2 separate regions of the Mus musculus genome follow, and region 1 is linked to region 2. The links are chromatin contacts, called in public promoter capture Hi-C maps. All regions are on one chromosome and are shown on one strand. The core of a region is the stretch at or near the end of the contact, and the rest is flanking DNA. Distances in the headings are between cores, read along the strand shown.

What was found. Capture Hi-C pulls out chosen DNA fragments and counts their contacts.
Region 1: a promoter capture Hi-C map of adipose tissue shows a contact between it and region 2. The contact joins two enhancer-like sites. A contact is called at or near these places in 17 of 484 Hi-C or Micro-C datasets (B cells, CD8 T cells, bone marrow-derived macrophages and 11 more), 4 of 115 datasets of contacts at active chromatin or transcription factors (the HPC-7 cell line, bone marrow-derived macrophages, double positive thymocytes and 1 more) and 3 of 9 other capture datasets (adipose tissue, liver and pancreatic islet).

Annotation. Positions count from the first base shown.
Region 1 is chr16:94,629,988-94,635,745 of GRCm38.p6, reverse strand. All of the region lies in intron 2 of Dyrk1a (dual-specificity tyrosine-(Y)-phosphorylation regulated kinase 1a), which reads right to left. Among named protein-coding and RNA genes, the nearest start is that of Dyrk1a, 63 kb to the right of the region's middle. Within about 2 kb of position 3,600, at least 152 of the 459 cell types and tissues checked have an H3K27ac peak or open chromatin away from gene starts, as enhancers often do. A contact at or near this core is called in adipose tissue and bone marrow-derived macrophages, where this site is marked.
Region 2 is chr16:94,499,059-94,504,605 of GRCm38.p6, reverse strand. It overlaps Vps26c (VPS26 endosomal protein sorting factor C), which reads left to right. Exons shown (of 8, transcript NM_007834.3): 5 at 230-304; 6 at 2,374-2,524; 7 at 2,919-3,071; 8 at 5,524-5,547. The region is part of intron 3 of Gm31323 (a long non-coding RNA gene); the gene reads right to left. Among named protein-coding and RNA genes, the nearest start is that of Vps26c, 25 kb to the left of the region's middle. Within about 2 kb of position 2,360, at least 23 of the 459 cell types and tissues checked have an H3K27ac peak or open chromatin away from gene starts, as enhancers often do. A contact at or near this core is called in adipose tissue and bone marrow-derived macrophages, where this site is marked.

The sequences.
Region 1 (5,758 bases), core at 2,351-4,850, 130 kb before region 2:
AAACAATGATAACAACTGACCTATGCTTCGAGACACTACCAAACACTAACTCAAAATGAAGCCCTGACTTAATGGAACTATGAATCTAGGAAGGAAAAACCACAGGAGAACCTTCTCAATCTCAGAGCATTTAGGTCAAGATTTTGCAAATGGACAATTTTTAAAAGAATCAAGTTATTAGACTTCATAAAAATTTTAAACATTTAATCTAAAAGACACTTAATGAAAAATAAGCCATGGAATAAGAGGAAATTCCTGAAAACCCATATACAGATAAAAACAAAAGACTAAAATAAACCAGAAACTTTTGAAGCTCAGTAAGAAAACAACCAGTTGTTTTATTAAAGATTATTTTTAAAAAACAAGAAAAAGGTAAATATTTTCCACTGGAAGGACAAATAAGCTCGCACAAATGTGTTCACCTTTGACAATTCCCAGGAAGCTGAGTGAGTCATCACGGTGCACCATCAAATTCTAACAGACCACAAGTTCTGTGCACTAGGAAGGCATGGTGCAGCATGGAAGGCCGGTTCCATGCTGTGCTGCTAAGAATGCAAAGTGATTCAGACAGCCCACAGCCCCTAAAAGTTCTGTGTAAATCTCTTACATGCTATCATCTCACTCTACCCAAGAAATTAAAGCACGGCCATTTAAGACAGTCTTCATGATACTCATAGAGACTTTCATTTGTAACGTCAAAACTGTGAAAAGATAAAAGCTTACAATAGACAAATGTGTAAGCTGTGGTAACAACAAAATAAGAATCTGAAAAAAAAAGTAAAATAAAATAAAAAAAGACAGAAATAAACTACTGATATGTAATATAACACAATTAAGATATCTTAATTGTAAAACCAATTCTGCAAAGAAACCAAAATGCCCACATTTTCACTAGATGATATTTGAATTGAGATTAATCATTCTTGCTTCTATTTGTTAAGGGATAAAGCATCTTTCATTAAGTATGGATTGGAATTAACTCTTTATGTAGTCCAAGTTGATCTCAAACCTACTTCCTACTTCAGCCTCCTGAACGCTAGGACGCAGACATGAGTCACTGTATCCAGACCACCATCGCTCTCCAAACCCTCAACTACATTATCAATCTACTTCCCTGCATTTGATGAGCCATCATCCACATTCTGAGACCTCACAGCACTACCTCCAGACCACACAGATGCTACTTCCACTCACAATGCTTGTCTAAGCCAGACAGAGGCAAATAGATGAATCTGAGTTCAAGGCTAGCCTGGTCTACAAAGCAAGTTCCAGTACAACCAGGACACAGAGAAACTCTTGTCTCAAAAACCAATCGCCACTGCAAGAAAAGGCAGTGATTGTCCAGTCCCAGTCCAGAGCTCTCCCTGCCCTGCCCTGCCCTGCCCTGCCCTGCCCTGCCCTGCCCTGTAAGTCAAATCACATCCTTTCCATTAAACTCTAACTTAAGTTCAAGCCGCTTTGACACTGAGAATAAATAAAACAGGTTATAATAAATAATAAGATTATTTTCTAAAATATCTTCATAATACATGGCTAAAGAAAAATATAACTAATAATCAAGTTAGTTTGGTTTTATTTTCACTCTTCACAAGTCTGCAGAACTATCCAATTATCCTGTCCCCCTGACCTAACTAGTTCTTTAATAAATGGACAGAACAGTTAAATGGGTAAGTATTTTAGAAAACTGAAGACAAACAAGTTCAGACCATTTTGGGTGTTTCAAGGGCTTAGGGCCAAACAAGAAAATAAAAAAAGTTTAAAAGTGCCCTATGTTAATAGACTCAGAAAATGCAAAGCACTGCTAACCACAAACAAACAAACAAACAAACAAGGAAGAAAAACGCCAGGAACACTAGCTGAACAGTAAGATGATAGCTCTGATTCTGAGACACTGGATGACACCAGCCAGTTTGGAATCTCAGACGATAAAATGATTAAACACTAGAAACCTTGATCAGGATAAGCACCTGTACTTACTCACCAAAATGCTGTTTTATTCATTAGATCCACATCCTAAGTAAAATTCTTCATTCCTATAACTCGCCCAGCTATTTCATCTGTACGCCATACTTTACCAAACCACAGTATTAAGGGCTGTGTTGTTAACATTTGCTCAGACTAGACATTCTTTCATCCCTTGGTCAAAAGTCCTAGGGCTGAGGGATGGTGGCTTGTCTCTTCTCTGTGTCTGTTCTGTTTACAGTGCAGCCAATCAGAGGAGTGTGATCTGCAGGATGACTGGGGGGGGGGGGGGGGGGGGCAGTGCTGGTCTGCTGTTCTTGGTGTAAGGAACACAGGAGAGGTGTGGAGCAAGCAGATCCTCTGATGGAGCTCTGGAGAGCCCTGAGTCCTTCCAGAGCTTCTGAAGCAACACTGAGAATGGTCCAGGGATTGACACACCATTTGATATAGGTTCCCCAACAACATAGCCTCCAACAAAATTCAGCCGTCTTAAATCTGTCAATAGGACTGTGTACCTTCATGGGAAATCACCAGAATCCACCTATGGTGTGGGTGTGTCCAGGCACACTGAGGGTAAAGTCCTTCCAAGAGCAGGTCAGGCGGCAGGGCCCAGGGGGCTCTGTGTGGTATGCGCTATGTGTGTGTGTGTGTGGGGGGGGGGGGGGGGGGGCAGGTCAGGCTTCCTCGATGCCTTACTAAGGCCCAGAAACTGACGAAAACACAAGCACAGTCAGGAAGCAAAATAAATATGAACGTTGGGTTCAAGTTCAGTTTTAAAAATAATGCTAGAGACCACCCCATCAAATCATTCAAATTAACCCAGTGGCACTCTGCCGTGGTGGTGGTACTCTGCCATGGTGGTGGCACTCTGCTGTGGTCACTTTGCATTCTCGTCTAACAAGGTGTATGTTTCTGTCTCAGCTCTTATATCTCATCAACAAGGCTTTGACCTTTCTGATTTCCACAGAACTATCCACCTAGCCATACCCTTGTAGATTTGTTGTCAACCAAAGATAAGGAGCAGTAAAGCAGTGTCTTAAACAGTCAATGGTTTCAATTAGGAAAATGACAGCAGTAAATGAATACAACGTGATTTTCAAACTGAAGAGAAGAACATGGACAGGGAACCAAAGTTCATCATTCTCTTATCTGCTAGATGACATGGAATACAAGATAAATTCTATCCGAGAGTTTACAGTAATATACTACACACAGGTATTACTGCAGGAAATCACGATTGTGAAAAGAGCCATATATGCCACTGACTGCAAACTGGTACTATTTCTAGTCTCAAAAGGATCGATTTACTAAACAGTTTTAGAAAAATCTTTACATAGTGCTGGTACCTCAGAGTGATATCAAAAGACAAAGCAAAAGTGCCTTTTATGTTATATTTAATTAATCAAGATTTACAACTTCACTTCTATAATTTAATACACTTATTTGGTACAAACATTAAACAGAGCAATTAAATCCTTATTTCCACTTGTCTTCTAAAGTCCGCCTGCCCGCAGTGAGTGGGAACTGCTGCAGATCATTAATCTCGCGTTTATCAATGTCTCTCTGCAGGCAACACAATGCAGAAAAGCACACAGAAAGCATCCTGAACCCCAGCAACAGCAGCTAATTAGCATAGCCTACCACTAAACCGGGACCATATGATTGGAGCTGTTAGTCAGAATGCTAGCCAATCAAACTAGGTTATGCAAATAGACTATTTTAGTTGCCAGGGTAGAGCTACTTCCAATTGTCCAATAGGAAAACATGCAATAAACAAGAAATGAAATTGAGCTTTGTCACATTTTCAAGTTGCTGTTAACACTTTCAGGTTTAGAACAAAATTAACAGCAACTATAAAGGATTAGATCTTAATCTACTTTGTACTACAAAAACAAACAGATGCTAACACATGGGGAATATTGTTAAAAGCAGTTATCTGTTAAATTTTTAACTTTTTACTTCATAGACATTTGTTTTTCTAACACCTGCAGCCTTCAATATTTAGGTATTGTTTAAATGACTTTCTATACATTTACAGAGATTCTGAAACGTTACACTTTAGGAAAACCCTACATACCATTTTAATCTTCATAAAACTATAGTTGAGGTGAATATTAACAAAGCTCAAGGAAGTATTTTGGGGTTAGGAAAAAGTAGTATTTTATCTTTTATTATGGTAACTTTTAATATGTAATCCTGTTAACCGTTTATTATGTACATAACTTCACAAAGAATAAAATGTAAGAAGTGTTAATCACATAAGGTTTAGTACATGCAGGCTGGAACCATGCAAGTCATTCTCCTAGCTGAGAATGGCATTCAACTACAATTGTAGCCACAATTTAGATACTATATGTACACCGTCGAACTCTGTTAATACATTTTAATAGCTACGACGACAGTTGTTTTTGGGTTTTGTTTATTTTTTTAAATCAGTGTTCTGACAATCTTGTGGTTGAGGGAATTTCTTTAATATCACATACTTTAAAATATGTCAAAGAGACAGTTATCACTTGTACCTCACAAAGACACATTTTAAAATACATGAACTTATGTCACCATTCCTAGCAATTATCCTCACCTAAATGGAATGTAGATTTGTCCCACAACGTTGAGAAGTTATTACTTTTAAATAATTTTCTACAGAGCCAGTATATGTCTCCAGAAAGACTCGCATCATTTGTAAAAATATTTCCTAGGAAGACACAGAACACTTTAAGCTTAGGGAAAGTGAGTGGATTCGATGCCTAAGGCTGCCGCTGTGTAGAGGAGGAAGGGAAGGGCCTGGAGGAGCTAAGCACAGGGCAGCAGCCAGCGAGTAGAGACTGCCACACTCAAACAGTGGTTCTGGAAAACTACAAAAAAAATCAAAAGCAACTATAAACAAACACTGAAAATTAAAGTCACTCTTCACCATCTCCAGCCTAGCCCCAACACCCACTACTCACTCCTGTCCCCTAATTTCTTCCCATGTTCTCTCTCTACTCAAGGATTTTTGACTTGAAAAATAAAAAAATAAAAATAAAAATAAAATAAAGCATTCAAAGTCCACAGGTACCAAGATAGAAACAGCAGGTTTCTTGCAAGGTGCAGAGGTTTCAATAACAGAACTTTCAAGCTGGAAGAAAACCTAAAGGCTACTGAGTACTAACTTTTCATCCTACCAACTGCATTTTTTGAATGTTAGTCCATAACAAAAATCCTACAGATAAAAAAAAAATCTAAGCCTTCCCAAACCATCTTCTAAATAGTATTGGTGAATCAACAATAATTTCTCCTGTCTATAGGAAAAACAAAAATACCTTTTATATTAAAGTAATTTTGTATCTCAGTAGTTGATACAAATAAGGTGTGAGCCCAGAATCATCCCCACACTAACATCAACACACACTACACCACACTAACATCTACACACACTACACCTCACTAACATCTACATACACTACACCTCACTAACATCAACACTCACTACACCTCACTAACATCCACACACACTACACCTCACTAACATCTACACACACTACACCTCACTAACATACACACACACTACACCTCACTAACATCTACACACACTACACCTCACTAACATCTACACACACACTACACCTCACTAACATCTACACACACTACACCTCACTAACATCTACACACACTACACCTCACTAACATCTACACACACTACACCTCACTAACATCTACACACACTACACCTCACTAACATCTACACACACTACACCTCACTAACATCTACACACACTACACCTCACTAACATCCACACACACTACACCTCACTAA
Region 2 (5,547 bases), core at 1,111-3,610:
TCCGAGGAGCAGGGCAGGGGTAGAGTACCCGTGTCAGCTCATGAGCAGTTCTGACCAGCTACTCAGTATGTTGTCACCATCAGTGCTGGGCAGAGGCTACCAGACCCCAGCACTGCACTCAGCACCAAGTCCTTCCAGCTGCTGTTCATTTCAGTTGGGAGGGAAAAGCCGTTCCACCCATGGTCCTACCTCCATTGATAGGCTCACTGTGGTTTTACCTCCATTTCAGCCTCAGAAGGGGAAGTTGACCCCAAGTCCTGTTGACTTCACGATCACTCCGGAAACCTTGCAGAACGTCAAAGAGGTATTTGTCTCTCAATCACACTTGTGTGTTGCAGCTTTCCTGATGACTTGACCCAGTGACCAACTATTGTCCAGTTGTTCTTCAGTTGAGAATTGTCAGGGATAGAGGTTTCTGATGGTGTTTGTATCCAAGGGCTATTTGCAAATTGATTTCATGATGAGCTCATTAATTACTTAGAAAACAAAAGATAGTGAGTACTTTTTTCAAAAGTCCCTCGTACGCTTATGATCTGTTTGCATGCACTGATGATGTCTTGCCATATTGCTCAGCCATCAACTCCGACTGCAGTTCTGCACCTCTGTACCTGGCTAATGTGCTCAACTGCATGTGTGCCCTGAGCTTTACTACCGCTGACCCAGTGCCTGCCCCTTCACTTCCCTTAGTGTCATGGTTGGCACAGGGCCTGGCCTCTCACTCTTTACTTAGTTTGCAGCCTCTCCCTGGCCTCTCATTCAGACGCAGAACAACAGTGGACATGGTGGTGGACAGAACCATGGCAGTGGACAGTAAGGGTATAAGTGTCGCGAAGCACCAGCAGATTCCTCTGCATAAGAACCAAGGATGCTTGGCTCTTACTGGCTCCCATGGGCCTCTGTATCAGGCAGTTTGTTATTTTGGCCTAGCCCACCACTGTAGCCAGCCTTCACTCTGCTCCACTACCAGACACCTTCTCCAGTTTTGGGGTTTTTTTGTAATTGATTTTGTGTCAGAGCAAGTAGTGTTGTTTGTCTACAGCTCTTTTCTGGATAAAACCTGGATTCTGTATTCAATTCTGCATTTTGTTCATGCTCATAATTGGGTTGAAAGCAAGTCTGGAAGATTTGGGGCACTGCAGACATAGCTGATGTCATTCATTATCATAAGGAGCCTTTTCAGAAGGTTCTGGAAAGAAGTAGCCATCATGTCCTAGGGCCGGGCAGATTCCCCTGTAAAGTGCTTTCTCCAGACCTGTGTCCCTCCAGGTCCTCTTTTGCTGCAGACACAGGTCCCTTACTCATGCCTCACATGTCCCTCCTTATATGGATGTGGCCCATGTGTGGTACAGAGTTCTCTTTCCCTTGCTTCTGTCTTCTTCAAATATTGGTTCTTGGTGTATATTTGAGGATCTTTGGTGTAGATTTATTAATAAAACTATCCTCCACCAGCCTTTGAGACGGTCTCATGTATTCCAGATGGGCCTTCAGGTATTTAGTTGAAGGTGACTTTGAACTTCTGATCTTCCTGCCTCCACTTCTTGAGTGGTAAGATGGTATTGTGTGCTACCATGCCTGATTGATCACGCTAGAAATCAAAGCCAGAGAGAGCTCCTCTCTGTGCCAGGCAGGCACTCTTCTCCCTGTTATTCTTGCTTGATAACGTCTTAGATATACTGTAGACAGGTTTTAATGTGGTTACCAGAAATTTTTAAATTATACTCATAGGCAATTACAAATTCTAAATGATTTTAAAATTTGTGGCTTATATTGTTTCTTCTGGATAGTGCAACCTAGTAGAAATGAAGACTCCTGAAGTGACTGTCCAACTATTTTCCTCCAGTGCTAGGGCCAGTTCCCCTGAGCCAACTTCCTGTCTGCAGAGAAATAGTCCCAAAGCTTTTCTTCGGGCGTTGAGAAAACTGCTCTTTCGGTATCCTTGAAATAAAAATAATTGGCATCTCAAACTTGCTTAATTGGGAACACTTTAAAACGGCCTTTTTCTTTTTCTTCTTTTGTGACCTGGGGTTGAGGGGGTGGCTGTCCTTAAGCACCCTTCTAACCCTGAGGCTTTTTACATTTCATGTCTTTCGGCCTGAGAGAGCTTTGTCAGCCAGTGTAGGTTGGGAGCTGATTCGGAGTGAGCTGTGATGTCCGTTTGTCCCTAATATGTGTACAGGGTGGTTGATGAGTCAGTCTGGTGGCCACTGAAAGATGAAATGGCTATTATTCCTTCTTGTTTTAGAAAGAAGTTTCCATGGTTTATAGAACAATTACTCAACTTGGTTTTCAGTTCTTATTTGTACCAGTGCAACTGGAATAAGTGACAGCCCCCTTTCCTTCTGTTTCTGATGTCTTTGTCTCTGTTCTCCATAGAGAGCTTCACTTCCCAAATTCTTCATTAGAGGACATCTGAACTCCACTAACTGCGCTATCACGCAGCCCCTGACAGGAGAGCTGGTGGTGGAACACTCGGATGCTGCTATCCGGAGCATAGAGCTTCAGTTGGTCCGGGTGGAGACCTGTGGTAAGACTTCTAGAGTATCTAGGTATCTACACTTGTACTGTCAGCCGCTAAAACACCCCTTCCTGTACTCTTAACATGGCAGGGCACATCACATCATAACAGAGCTATTCTGATGGCCCCTGTGGCCTACTCACCCCAAAATTCCCACTTGCAGATAATCACTGAAATACTAATTAGGTCCCCAGCACCTTAAATCTTGGAAGCATGGTAAAACCAGTGTGGTGATGTTTGAGAACATGCAAAGTAGAAGAGAAGGTAACTCCCAGTCCTGAAGAAGAAATTGGAGAAGTGGGTGAATGTGTTGATCCTGGTTGGCACAGTATTGGGCAGTTTGGTGACCAGTTTGCTTTGGTGTCATGGTGTCCTGACCCCATGATGTTTCCTCTTTCTCCAGGGTGTGCAGAAGGCTATGCACGAGATGCCACAGAGATTCAGAATATTCAAATCGCTGATGGGGACATTTGTAGAAACCTTTCTGTTCCCCTGTACATGGTCTTCCCCAGACTGTTCACCTGTCCAACACTGGAGACCACCAACTTCAAAGTGGGTAAGCAGTCCAGGCCTGGCCTGTGGAGTCTAGGAAGGGTCTGGGCCACAGGGAAGAAGCGCCTTGCACGCAGGCTGCAGCTTTTTTTTTTTTTTTTTGGTTTTTCGAGACAGGGTTTCTCTGTGTAGCCCTGGCTGTTCTGGAATTCACTTTGTAGTCCAGGCTGGCCTCGAACTCAGAAATCCGCCTGCCTCTGCCTCCTGAGTGCTGGGATTAAAGGCGTGCGCCACCACGCCTGGCTTAGCATTCAGCTTCTTGATGACTCAAAAAAGGGTAAGAAGCTGCGTAAGTAGGTGTGTGTAGGCAGTAGAGCCTGCTGCAAGGCCCCATCCAGAGTCAACTGTGAGCCAAGCAGAAATACCGTGAGTCTATAGGAAAAGCCTTGACAGTTGTCAGGTAAGTAGTATGTGAGTAAATATCCAACAGGAAACAACTTAAAGGAAGGCAGGCTTATTGTGGGTCACACTTCAGGACCTATGTCCATTGTGGTGGAAAAGCCATAACTGTAGGAGGCTGCTCGCTCACATCTGGGTAGACCAGGTTTCAGAGAAATGCTGTTATCAGGTTTGCTGTCTTGATTTTTCTTTTTATTCCCCATGGATGGTGCCACCCACATTCTAGGCAGGCCTTCTCTCCTCTGTTAAACATCTCTAGAAATTCATTCCCCTGAAGATATACCTACAGGTATGTCTCTTACAAGATTCCAAATTTAGTTAAGGTGAGAATAAGGTTAACCACAAGTCCACTCTGACAGTTTGACACCAAAACACATCATGGTTTTACAACAATAGCATCCATTTCAACTTAAAAAGTCCCATGATCTTAACAAGTTTAACACTGGTGTAAAGACTAGAGTTTCTCAGAGACCCAACTGTGAGCCTTTATAAAGACATATAGCATACTTTCAGCATAGGCATAGAGTAAACATTCCCATTCAGAAAGGGAGAAACAACAGGGCCAAAGCCTGAAAAACCGAACCAACACAATACTAAACCTAGCAGGTCAGAGCCCTCATTTTTTCGTCACCATGTCCAGCATCTGGGCTCCAGTAGCTTTGGGAAGTCCCAGCCATCCAGTTCTAGTGCATGCAGTAAACATAATCACTGTCTTTGATCAGCTTTCTTGCCTGCTGCTTTTCTTGGCAGAAGTTTCGCTCCTTGCATCGCCAGCATTCTGGAGCTTTCCCATTCCAACTCCAGGTATAACTGCAGCTTCACACAGTACCTGCCTCTCTGCAGGGAACCTGACCCTGCCATGCACTGCCTGGCCTCAGAGGCTTTCTGAAACACTTGTACAAATTTCAGAGTCACTATAACCCTAGCTGCAACTACTATATGTACATAACACTATAACTCTAGCTCTGCTACACACTGGTAGCCTCTATGTGCCATGGTGACCGAACCTGGAGAAATACTTCTCTATCTGTATGGGTCTGTGTGTACCCTAAACTCAGAGCTGAGTTTCTGTAGTGTGGTGACAGGCACCTCTTTGCCCATACTGGCAAAAATAAGGACAGTGCTCATTTTTCTTTGGGGTGTTTTCCTCTTCACCTATATCCCCTGTGTTTTGATCTTTACCCATAGAATCTAAAAGAAGAAGAAGAAAAAAAAACAAAATAAAGAAAGAAAAAAAAAAGGAAATTCTGTCTACAGGAATGTAAAAACCAAGTGTTTCAATAAATGTCTCCTTAGCTAATTTCCATGAACTAACTGTTTACTGTTTTCCCTTGTTAAATAACAAACCCACCAAGGTCTTGTTTTATAGCCTAGACCAGATTGGAACTGACCATTGTAGTTCAGGCTGGCTGTAGGCTCAATACCTTCCTCCTGCCTCAGCTTCTCAGGTGCTGGAATTATAGGTGTGGGCTACTCAGCCTGGCTTAAACTATATGCTATGGCTAAAGAATGTGTCTCACTTGGAATTGCCGGCTGTAGCACAGTTCAGAGCCTGGTACTCTATAAAGAATTTTAGGAAAGGCAAAAATACAGTAAAGGCTATAACTATTTGAAAATTCATTAGAATTCTCTGTCTGTCTATCTGTCTGTCTGTCTCACTTTATGAGACAGGGTTTCTTTGTGTAGCCCTGGCTGTCCTGGAAGTCTCTATAGAGCAGGCTAGCCTTTGACTCAGAGATCCGCCTGTTTCTGCCTCCCGAGAGCTGGGATTAAATGTGTGTGCCACCATCACCTGGTTCTAGGATTCTCATTAGAAAGTGGAAAGTACTGTTGAGTAGTCCCGGGGTGCTCCTTTTGACTTAGTGCTCTAGTGATAAGACAGAGAAGTTAGTAGTGCAGTCACTGGTATGGAGACCTCACTGGCTCTACAGAGAGTGCAGGGCGACACTGCCTGGGTCAGAAGCACAGAATCCCAAGCAGCACCTGGACACTGGCTTACTGTTAGGACTCTGGTTTCCAGTGCTCGGTGTGAGTGAGCATCTCTCTCTTCCCTACAGAGTTTGAGGTCAATGTGGTGGTCC